Linked DNA regions of Mus musculus: regions 1 and 3 are each linked to region 2. The links are chromatin contacts, called in public HiChIP or PLAC-seq and Micro-C maps. All regions are on one chromosome and are shown on one strand. The core of a region is the stretch at or near the end of the contact, and the rest is flanking DNA. Distances in the headings are between cores, read along the strand shown.

Region 1 (3,668 bases), core at 121-2,620, 180 kb before region 2:
CATAGGGGGTCAGTGGGTCTAGGACATTGGAAGAAGTGTGGGAGGAGCTTGGGCAAGGAGAGGATCCCTGGAGCACCGACAGAGGGAGGAGCATGAGGAGCCCTCGGGGAGGAGAAAAGGAGAACTGATCAACAGAGGGGCTTCAGAGTTCAGGGAGAAGAGGGGATCAGAGGAGGAGTCTTAGAAAGCTTGGGGCAGGACCGCCCTGGAGTAAGAGTGTTGGGACCTGGGGAGATGGTCTTTCTTTCCACACATTGGGGGTCAAGTTCATTTTGGTTCAGGAAATCCTGGATCCGTTTCAGAGACACGCTGGCCTGCAGGAGGGTGTGGATTAGCCTCACCATTGCTCCATGGGTCCCCAACTTCTGGGGCTAAGCAGGGCTCCCTGAGGACCAACTCACTAATTCTGGGACCCCCTCCTATAACCAATCTTGCGTGGCTCCCACTGCCTGAAGAGAAGGTCTTGTTTGCTAAAAGGAGTCTGTGTCAGAAACTCAGGCCCTGTGACTCCAAACCACCCATGTAACTAACTTTTATGGCTTTCCCTGCTGCCCTCTCCCCACTTGATTATCCGTTGACCCTAAGTGAATCCTGCTTGACCTCCCCACATATCCTAAGTCCAACAGACACCCCGCTTGCCTTGGTACCTGGGTCAGTCCACTGATTAACTGAGGCAGCATGTTGAGGGGGATCTTTAAGATATTGAACAAAGACAGGGACACAAAGGCCTTCTCGGCATCCAGTACATTGCTCTCGTCCACATACACGTACACTCCGAGGGTGATCAGGGTCACCTGGATAACACGGGGAATGAGTGTCATGGTGGAATTCCCCGGAGAACCCCAAGACCTGGGCTGGCCTACCAACTGACAGGAACCCCATGCCAGTGGAGAGCCTCACCAGAAATGGGGTGCAGATCCAGATGAAGGTGGAGATGGCCTGCAGGTAGGCCCCCTTCCGGAGCAGCTGAAGTTCACTCTGCCTGATCCCTTTCACCTGCTCCAAGAAGCTGGGCTCCCAAGCGTACAGCTTGAGCACTTTGATGCCGTTCAGGATCTCGCTCATCAGCTTGATGCGGGAGTCCTTGAACTTCATTTGCTTTACCTGTGAGGGAAGGAACAGTGGCTCACCCTCTCCCCTCCCCAGACCTCCTATCCACTGGGCTCCCACCTCCCGTACCAGACCATCTATTGTAGCTATTACATGTTGCTTGACATGCCTCCCCACCCCACCTCCAGTGCCCAACCCCATCCCTGTGTCCCCTGTGTCCCCTGACTCAGAAGAGCAGCTCCGTGTTTAGTGTCACCACCACTAACCTTGCCAGACAGCATTCTTGACCCTTGACTTCCGTTCCCATTCCCTACCTATTTACACAATGCTCCCAGTCAGACTGTGAGGCTCCCATGGGCAGAGATTGTTTTCCTGTTCACTCAGATCCTAATCTAAGGCTTGACATAACCACATGGATTTATACACTCAGCTCTTGTTTACTGAGTGGCTATGTGCCAACCCACGTGCCAGATGCAGGCTATCATGAGGAGCAATTGAGAGGAGATGGTCCTCATACAGTTGACAGTTTGATGGTAGAGGCAGACAGATCTGTGTAAGCCTAAGGCTAGCCTGGTCTACAGAGTGAGTGCCAGGACTACATGGAGAAGCACCTGTCTCACAACAAACTGGGCCTACACCATCTCATACTATTTCCTCTATTATAAGTAGCTATTATATGTTGCTCGACAAATATTTCCCCAAATAGATACTTAATTGGAAATAAAATTGTGATCCAAAGGGAAGGAGCAGGATGCAGGTAGGGGATAAACAGGTGAGGGCAGGGGAATGACCTTGGGGTAATCAAGGCAGTTCTCTGAAAGAAGTGATGCTTATGCTGAGAGATAAAGAAAGGGAAGGAGTTAAAGAGGCAAAGAGAGTGAGGAATATACCAGGAAGAGAGAATAGTCCATGTAGTCACCCAGATGTACACACATCTGGAATGTGGTCATCCCATGAGGATTAGGAATGTAGACATGCAAGAACCAAGGGAGCCTTGAGGGTGGTCATGGTGGTTTGAAGGAGAATAGCCCCTTCTCCTCATAGGCTAATATGTTTGAATGCTTAGTCACCAGAGAGTAGCGTTGTTTGAAAAGATTAGAAGGATTAGGAGGCATAGCCTTGTTGGAGGGAATGTGTCCCTTGGGGTGGGCTTTGAGGTTTCAAAAGCCCATGCCAAGCCCAGGGTCTCTCTCCCTTTGGATGAGAATGTAGCTCTCAACTACTTTTCTAGCACCATGTCTGCCAAGCCTGCTGCCATGCTTCCTACCATGATGATAATGGATTACATCTCTGAAACTCTAAGTAAGCCCCCAGTTAAATGCTTTCTTTTTTTTTGAATTATTTTTTTTAATTAGGTATTTTCCTCATTTACATTTCCAATGCTATCCAAAAAGTCCCCAATACACTCCCCCCCCCCACTCCCCTACCCACCCACTCCCACTTTTTGGCCCTGGCGTTCCCCTGTACTGGGGCATATAAAGTTTGCAAGTCCAATGGGCCTCTCTTTCCAGTGATGGCCAACTAGGCCATCTTTTGATACATATGCAGCTAGAGTCAAGAGCTCTGGGGTACTGGTTAGTTCATAATGTTGTTCCACCTATAGGGTTGCAGACCCCTTTAGCTCCTTGGGTACTTTCTCTAGCTCTTCCATTGGGGGCCCTGTGATCCATCCAATAGCTGACTGTGAGCATCCACTTCTGTGTTTGCTAGGCCCCGGCAGCTTTCTTTTATAAGAGTTGTCTTGGTCATGGTGTCTCTTCCCAGCAACAGGGCAATGACTAAGATGGTGGTCTCAGGTGGTTTGTCATTTATTCTATGTGTAGAGAGAGCTGCTGAAGACACCAGTAATCATTTGCAGATGGATAATTCACTGCCTGGTTATCAACTCTTTTTTTCTTTTTTTTTTTAAAGATTGATTTTATATATATATATATATATATATATATATATATATATATATATATATATATATATATGAGTACACCATTGTTTTCTTCAGACACACCAGAAGAGGGCATTAGATCCCATTACAGATGGTTGTGAGCCACCATGCGGTTGCTGGGAATTGAACTCAGGACCTCTGGAAGAGCAGTCGGTGCTCTTAACTGCTGAGCCATCTCTCCAGCCCCTGGTTATCAACTCTTATCACTATAAAGTGGGAACACATTTGAGTAACTGCTCTACCTGTCTCTGGACTGCCTCAGTTACTCTGGCCTTGGTCTCATTGCTGTGAAATTAGACTGTCATTACAATGATAGGGATTGAGAGGGGTAAAGTTTGTACAAGGGGCTGTGGCTTTCCCCATTCAGTAGAGGGAGTGGAGAAGCCCAGATAGTACAAGATGAACTGGTTCTTGGTACCCCTCCCCCCACTCCAAAGCTGGTATTACCATCTAAAGTAGATGCCTCACCCACCTGGTAGGTCTTCATCTTCATGGACACAGCTCCATTGAGTGGTATCAGCAAGACTATCACAGCCACTCCAGCCAGAGCTGATGGGCCCAGGATCTAAGGAGGCACAGACAAGTAGAGGGTCAGGCAGGACAGAGCTCAGCAGAGACTGACTGATTTGAAGTATGATGGGCAAGGAGACAGAAAGCCACAACCATATCAATAGAA
Region 2 (3,600 bases), core at 956-3,455:
ATATGTGTTCACATGTGTGTGAGGGCAGGGGTGAGTGTGTGTGTGTGTGTGTGTGTGTGTGTGTGTGTGTGTTTGTGGAAGCTCAGGGTTGACAATGGGGGTCTTCTTTACCTTTTTATAGATTTATTTATTTATTATACAGGATTCTGCCTGCATTCGTGCCTGCACCAGATCTCATTACAGGTGCTTATGAATCACAATGTGGGTGCTGGGAATTGAACCCAGGTCCTCTGGAAGAGCAGCCAACAACACTCTTAACCTCTGAGCCGTGTCTCCAGCCCATCTTCCTTCATTTTTTGCTACCTTACTCACTGAGTCGAAACCACAGTTGATACGGTTAAGTCTGGCTAGCCAGCATTAAGCAAGGCGAAGGGCGGATTCCTTCATCTGTGCCCTCAAGTGCTGGGATTGCAGGCAGGCTGCCATACCCAGCCAGCGTTTGTGTGGGTGGGTGAGGATCCAAGGGCTGGTTTACACTTGCCCAGTAAGTGCTCTAACCACTGCACCATCCCTTACCCACACCTGTGCAGCACCTACCATGTGGCAGGTACTACATGAAACGCCTAGACTATAAAGGGTTAAGCCAGCTGGGCCTTGTGGCCTGTAATTCCAGGAGTTGGAAGGCTGAGGCAGGAAGACTGCTGGGAGTTTGAGGCTAACCTGGGCTACAGTGTGAGCTCCTGTCTCAAAGTCATAATGATAATAATAATAATAAAATAATGGCAGCTAGTGATATAGCTCTTTGTGGAATGCTTGCCTACATGCCTTGGGGTTTGATTTTTATTATTATACAAACTGGGCATGGTGGCACATGTCTGTAGTCCTAGTATTAAGATGGAGACAGAAGAGTCAGGAGCTCAAGGTCAACCCTTGGCTACATATAAAATTTGAGGCTAGCCTGAGCTATAGGGTACCCTGTCTCAAAATAACGAAGACATTAATAATAATAATAATAACAATAATGATGTTGATGATGATGATGCCAAAGCCTGCCTCAGGAAGTGTATGGGCCAATATGTCAAGAGACAAACAGTAAGAAAAGTGTCACTACACAATCTACTGTGTACTAGACCCTGGTGCCCAGAAATGTTTTCTCAATGACTAAACACCATCCTAGGATCTGGGAGCACTGGGGTAGGGTGAGTGAGGTAGGTCACCTGTAAACCAATGGACAACCTGTTCACTCCTGCTGCTCCAAAAGCTGCCAGCCTAGGACCTGGGGCTGAAGTGGGGTTAGCCTCCAAGGTGACTTCCGAATCGGCAGGCAGGTAGACTTCCTGAGCCACAGCCTCCAGGACAGCAGCCACAGTGTGGGGACTGGCCAGACTCGGGGTTCCTCCACCAAAGAACACAGACTCTACTCTGGAGGAAGAGGATGGAGACATAAAACCCCGGGGAAAACCCTTGGGGAACATCCTCCTGTAGTGTCCTCTCCGCCCAAGACCTTGTCTAATGTCCCCAGTACTGACCTCTGCACCCCGCTGAGCCGCAGCAGCGTCCTTGCCTCAGTCACCAGGCAATTCCGCACGGTCCCCTCCTCCACGCCGCGGGGGATGTACTTATTGAAGTTGCAGTAGCTGCAGCGTTTCTCGCAATAAGGCCACTGGGGACAGGGGATGCGTGTGTGAGCTAAGGCGGGGCTCTGGGCTGCCCAGGCCACTTCCAGGGTTTATCTCACACATCCCCGTTCCCATTCTGAGGTTGGTCAGCGGTGGTTGCGACAACTAAGCCACTCTGCGTCCCGTGGGCAGATGGCGATGAGATTACTATGCCCACTTTCGTGAGACAAAACAGGTTCCAAGAGGGACACCCAGCTAGTAAGCACCAGACTTGAGGTTTTTGGCCAAACACTTATTCCGGTGGCGAATGACGCGGGCAGATGTTGTACCAGATGTAATGTTAGGCACGGACAGCGTGCATGTGGGCTATGAACGGAACAGCCACGGCCACCGCCTCCTTCTGCTCTCCCCTACTCACTCACGTGCACGTAAAGCGCCGCACGCGTGCTCGCGGACTCAGGACTCGGAGGCTGTCCCAAGCTGTCCACACGGGGGCGCCGCTGGGCCGCCCTGGCCGCTGCCACCCATCTGCCGGTCCGGACCCCGGAGGGAACCATGGCGCGCAAGGCGGCAGAAAGGAGGGATGCGAGACCTCGACAGCGTGCCCAGCAGGGGTGTACCCGGGGCTGGGCCGCGTGGATAGCCCTGGCGGAAGTCAGAGGGGCTGCGTGACCTCGTATTGCCTCTCCCGGAGTGGCTAGAGAGCCCACGGCCTCGTGTCTGCGGCGCCACCTGGTGGACACTGTTGCACACACAGCCTATTCGTTCTCAAGGACACAGCCAGTCTATCTTTTGCCAAGGACGCAGAATGCCCCGCCAGCCTCTTGGCTCCCTGTGTCAGAGCGACTTTATTGACTCATACAAGATTTCTTTGTTTGTTTGGGTTTTTTTCAGTCAGTTACTTAGATTGGTGTGTACCTGGCTCAGATCTGAAAGCCAGGCCTACTAAAATCAGGTCAGTCTAACTGGCAGGGGAGACACTAACCAAGTTAAGAGTTAATTCGGTACTAGGTAACTGGCTGTGAGCTGGTGGGCCTACAGAAGTGTGCGTGGGAGTCAGCGGAAAGGAAGCTCACGGGCTGGGTATTAGAGGAACAGAAAATCGTTGGAAGCCAGGGGCGGTGGCTCACACCTGGAATACTAGAACTCCCGGAGGATTGTGGGAGTTCCAAGCCAGCCTGGGCTACAGTGTGAGAGCCTATCTCATAGAAACAAAAGAGGGGGAAAGACATGATGGCTCAGCAAGGAACGGACAGTTGCCCTACAAAGCAGAATGGTCCCTGGATGCCAAATATGTAGTGGGAGAGAGCCTCGCTCCACATAGTGGTCCTTTTGCCTCCATGGGTGCACCTTCTAGCAAACTCATGTGTGCACATAATACACACAGATACAATAATAAAATCAATAATTGTGGCATAAATACTGTATACATACATACATACATACAGGCAAAATACCCAATTACGTTTAAACAAACGAGAGAGAGAGAGAGAGAGAGAGAGAGAGAGAAAGTAAAACCTGAGGCTGTCCCAGCAACCACATGGTGGCTCACAACCATCTATAAAGTGACCTAATGACCTCTTCTGGCACGCAGGCGTACAAACACATATATTTAAAAATAAATAAAATTTAAATATAAATAAAACTTTGTTTAAAAAAAAGAAAAAAAAGTCATGTGTGGCAGAACAGCCCTATAATCCAGGTCTGGCTGACTGCATGAGACAATGTTTCAGAAAAAAGGAAGCAGGGCTGGAGGGGCTGGCTCAGCAGTTAAGAGCACTATCGGCTCTTGCGGAGGACCCTGCACCCACACACTGTGGCTAACAACCATCTGTAAGTCGGAAACTCCAGACTTCCTCCAGCATGCACATGGTGCACAGACATATGCAGGCAAAACACATGAAATAAAATAAATATTTTTTTAAAGGAAGGGAGGGAGGGGAAAGAGAAGAAAAGAATTCCACTGGGAACTGGCTTGGCAGGGAGGGTGGGCTGTGGTCTCTGAGTCAGGCCAGTCCTTGGCATCAGATGGAAGAGGTCG
Region 3 (3,614 bases), core at 256-2,755, 130 kb after region 2:
TAGATGAGGGTCAGAGGGCTCTTCTGCGGCCCACACCATCAGAGATGTCCCAGTTGCCCAAAGAACAAGCTCTTCCTACACAAGTCACAGCCAGCTTCCCCAGGACGGGCTTCGGCGCCTTCTGGAGTCGCTGACGGTCCCAAGTTCCTCCTCTCCTCACCCCCTCAGCATCTTGATTCTCCCCAAAACTGGAAGAGCAGCTCTTCTCCCAGTCTCCACACCAGGTCTTTGGGACTGACCAGGTGCAGGAAGGGAAGGCTTCTAGGCTCCATGCCTTCTTCACCCTACCAGGTAAAGCCCAAAAGGATGTGACAAGAGAGCCTCTGTCCCGAAGCCTTGGAGACACAGGGACAAGGGGGCGGGGGGCAGAAGCAAGAACCCCTAATCTCTGTCCACAGTTTAGGGCTTTGATTTGACTGACCCTCCCCACCTTTCCAGAACGGACCTAGACCCCACTGGACCCCTCCTAACCACACAACCAGGAGGGTGTGTCTGAGTCTGCAACTAAAAGCACCAGTGAAGAGAAAGCAGATCCCTGGGGTCAGGGTCTGGAGCTCACAGCTGCTCCTCCATTACCCCAGAGCCAGAGATGCCTCTTTCCTCCTTTGATGTCCTGAGGCCAACTCAACAGTTCACCTTCCATTCCCATCCCCTCCTGAAGATCCACCAGGGTTCTTCCCTGGCTGAGAAAGCCACGCCTTGAGAACACTTCAGTATTTTTTTTCCCTTGGGGTGACTCCTGTTCACTCTATTCCCGTGTATACACTTTGTCACAGGCCATAATTCCACCCCCTGAGCTCCACTTCACCACCAGTCGCTGCTTCTCAGGCGCAGCTCAACACGAATGCCCAGGGTCCCTTGGCCCCCACTCTTCCGCCCACAGCACGTACACCACCGCCCCCTCCCAACTTCAGAAAGTTTGGCCTGAGGCTCCCCACCTCCGAGCAGGCTGGGGCCCAGTCGCTCCTCCCAGCCCAGATCCCCGAGCCTGACCTTCATCGTTCCCCGGGACGGAGACCATCCCACCATGTCCCGCTCATCCCTTCGCGCCCCCCAGTTCGCCGGCCGCCTCGACCTCCGAGTCACGCACCGCTCCCTCACGCAGCCAGCCAGGCCCTCCAGTAAAGGGAGCGTTGGGGACCGGAGGCTGGGCTCCAGCAGGCTGCCTGCGCCTTGCTCGCACGCGGCCCGTGCCCCACTTGCCTGGCCGGGGCCGCCCGCAGCCCCGCCAGGACCCCGCGCGCCCCCGCGCCCGGCCTGCCCGCCCGCACGGCCGTCGGAGCACCTCGCCCGGCTCGTCCTCCTCCAGGCCGCTGAAGCTCCACACCACCAGGCCCTGCAGCAGCAGGATGGCCAGTGCGGTGGCGATCGCCAGCTTGTAGCGCCGCACCAGCTTCTGCACCCGCGCGCTCGCCACCATCTTCCTGCCCGGGACGCGGGGCGCGCGTCCGGCCCTGCAAACCGGCCGCGGGCGTGCGCACAGGCGCGGGGCCCCGGAGTCCCTCCTCACTCCGCCCAGATGGGCGGGCAAAGGGCGGGGCCCGAGGCCCCACCCTCTCGTGGGCTGGGCGTGGGGCAGTAGGCGGTCCGCTCGTTTCTGTCTCCAAGGTTTGAGTCTTGTGCTTGGGGTCTTTTCCACATCTCTATGAGTGTCTGCCTGTGGAAGAATCATTTCCTGACCGCAAAAGCATTGTCCCGGAGTGCGGAGGATCTGCGGCCTGACCGCTCTGGTGTCGCAGGGCATGGGGGGAGGGGGAGTCAGCTGGCCCCCACCCCTGGGAAATGCTGGCACTCTCAAGACGTGTGAGTACCACCTGCCCTGCCTAAAATCTGAAGGCCGCATCCCTGAAGACAAAGCATAGGCCCTTGACTGACTTCTGAGGCTCTTCACGAAATTGACTTGCCACTCTGCAACCTCTCATCCCAAGCATCCTCAGGCCTCTGCTGGTGTTGTGGCTCTCAACTTCTAGCTTACGTCAGAATCTCCTGGAAGATGATTTAAAAAACAGCGCCAGTTCTCACTCCTGGAGTTTAGAACCTCCGAGAATTAAATTTTTCAACAAGTTCCGCTGCTGCTGCTGCTCTGGGATCACGCTTGGAGACCCACCAGACCTTAGCATATGCTGTTTTCGCTCCACCCCATCAGTGACATCTTGGCTTGTGCCTCGCTAGCACAATTTAAGCATCTGGTGGTAATTTCTCTGCGAACGTGCCTCGTTCGCCATTGAAGCCTTGGCCCTCAGCTTTAAAGCTCAGTAAATGTTAGGAGAGTAGGGAGCTGAGAGAACCCACCTGGTTGACCATACTGCTTTCTGGCGTGTTCAAGAGCCGTGTCCAGTAAGGACTAAACACACCCGGGGCCTCACCTGATCCCAGCAGACCACGGTGGGCAGTGGAAGGAGGTAAGAAGGTGCCTGCCAGAGCAAGGTGACTAGAGGCAACAAAACCCACAGCAGAAACGCTTCACATTTTAAGTAAACAAACAAGCGAGCTATTTGATCCAGTTGCCTTGCTGTGCTACCTGGCCTGATCTGCCTTACACTAGGACTCTCACCAACTTGGTAAAGTATTTATTGTCTACAGTAGCTTTTAATTCTTGACTCTCCCATCATTACCTCCCAAGTGCAAAACAGAAGTTTGTCTTCGTTTGTCTGAGATAGTGTCTCGTGTATCCCAGGCCAGCAAAATACAGCTGAGGTTGACCTTGAACTTCTGATCTACCCGCCTCCACTTCCAGAGTGCTAGGATAACAGGCCCAAGGCATCATAAAGAATTTATACATCCGTGGAATGGAAGGGTGATAAGGTTATAAAGAAGATTTTGGAACCACTGTAAGAGATGGCTCAGTGAGGACCCAAGTTCAGTCCCCAGCACCTACATAAAAAGCCTGGAGTGGTAGTATTTTATTGTAAATCCAGCACTGGGGAGATAGATAGGTGTATCTTTGAGGCTGGCTGGCCAGCCAGCCTGGAGTTCATCTTAAAATCACAAAGTAGGTGGCCTCTGAGAAACAGACCTCTGATATGCATGCACAGCTGCACATAAGACCCCACCTCCACACACACATACATGAAAAAAAATCATATAAATTAAATTGAAAAAAATTTAAAAAACACAATCAATAGGTCTAGGAAAAGAGATTATATCCAAAGAAAAGGAAAGTCCAAAAATTTTAGAAACAAGCACGGCATGATGGTGAGTGCCTTTAATATAACCCAGCACTTAGGAGGCAGAGGCAGGAGGAACTCTGAGTTTGAGCCAAGGCTGGCTTACAAAGTGAGTTCCAGGACAGCTGGGGCTACAACAGAGAAATCCTGTCTCAAAAACAAAACAAACAAACAGACAAAAATAAACAAGGAAGTTAAAGACAAAAGGGAGAGTGGTTAAAGGGCAGACCAAAGAAAATGATGTAGCAGTGTAGTCATTTGATGGACCTCTGTAAACTTTCTCTAAGCCTCTCCCAGTTTGTGCCTTGTTAAAAAGGGAAATTGTAAACAATGTTTCAGATGACACTTTGGGTACTTAGGAGAATTTAAGCCTTCAAGGATTTGGAAAAACATCAGTTGACATGCCAACAATTGATATGTTAATTAAATATCGACCTGTGTGTACAT

What was found. A called contact is a pair of places that touch in the nucleus more often than the background predicts. HiChIP or PLAC-seq counts read pairs in DNA pulled down with a chosen protein or histone mark.
Region 1: an HNF4G HiChIP or PLAC-seq map of pancreatic cancer cells shows a contact between it and region 2. The contact joins the enhancer-like site here to the promoter of Rsad1 in region 2. A contact is called at or near these places in 4 of 39 promoter capture datasets (the 3T3-L1 cell line, cranial neural crest, maxillary cranial neural crest and 1 more), 1 of 15 datasets of contacts at CTCF or cohesin (the NIH/3T3 cell line), 4 of 484 Hi-C or Micro-C datasets (bone marrow-derived macrophages, embryonic stem cells and retina), 4 of 115 datasets of contacts at active chromatin or transcription factors (embryonic basal ganglia, embryonic hindbrain, pancreatic cancer cells and 1 more) and 5 of 9 other capture datasets (adipose tissue, embryonic stem cells, liver and 2 more).
Region 3: a contact with region 2 is called in a Micro-C map of embryonic stem cells, with 1.8 times the contacts expected there. The contact joins the promoter of Xylt2 here to the promoter of Rsad1 in region 2. A contact is called at or near these places in 2 of 39 promoter capture datasets (liver and pre-B cells), 1 of 15 datasets of contacts at CTCF or cohesin (embryonic stem cells), 8 of 484 Hi-C or Micro-C datasets (CD4 T cells, embryonic stem cells, erythroblasts and 2 more), 1 of 115 datasets of contacts at active chromatin or transcription factors (embryonic stem cells) and 2 of 9 other capture datasets (liver and pancreatic islet).

What each region holds. Positions count from the first base shown.
Region 1 is chr11:94,364,126-94,367,793 of GRCm38.p6, forward strand. Abcc3 (ATP-binding cassette, sub-family C (CFTR/MRP), member 3) reads right to left here. Exons shown (of 31, transcript NM_001363187.1): 11 at 3,465-3,557; 12 at 901-1,104; 13 at 648-794; 14 at 227-314. Among named protein-coding and RNA genes, the nearest start is that of Gm51871, 14 kb to the left of the region's middle. Within about 2 kb of position 1,371, at least 20 of the 459 cell types and tissues checked have an H3K27ac peak or open chromatin away from gene starts, as enhancers often do. A contact at or near this core is called in pancreatic cancer cells, where this site is marked.
Region 2 is chr11:94,547,002-94,550,601 of GRCm38.p6, forward strand. Rsad1 (radical S-adenosyl methionine domain containing 1) reads right to left here and starts at 2,206. Exons shown (of 9, transcript NM_001013381.2): 1 at 1,982-2,206; 2 at 1,470-1,603; 3 at 1,158-1,362. The coding sequence starts at 2,116.
Region 3 is chr11:94,675,988-94,679,601 of GRCm38.p6, forward strand. Xylt2 (xylosyltransferase II) reads right to left here and starts at 1,506. Exons shown (of 11, transcript NM_145828.3): 1 at 1,286-1,506. The coding sequence starts at 1,420.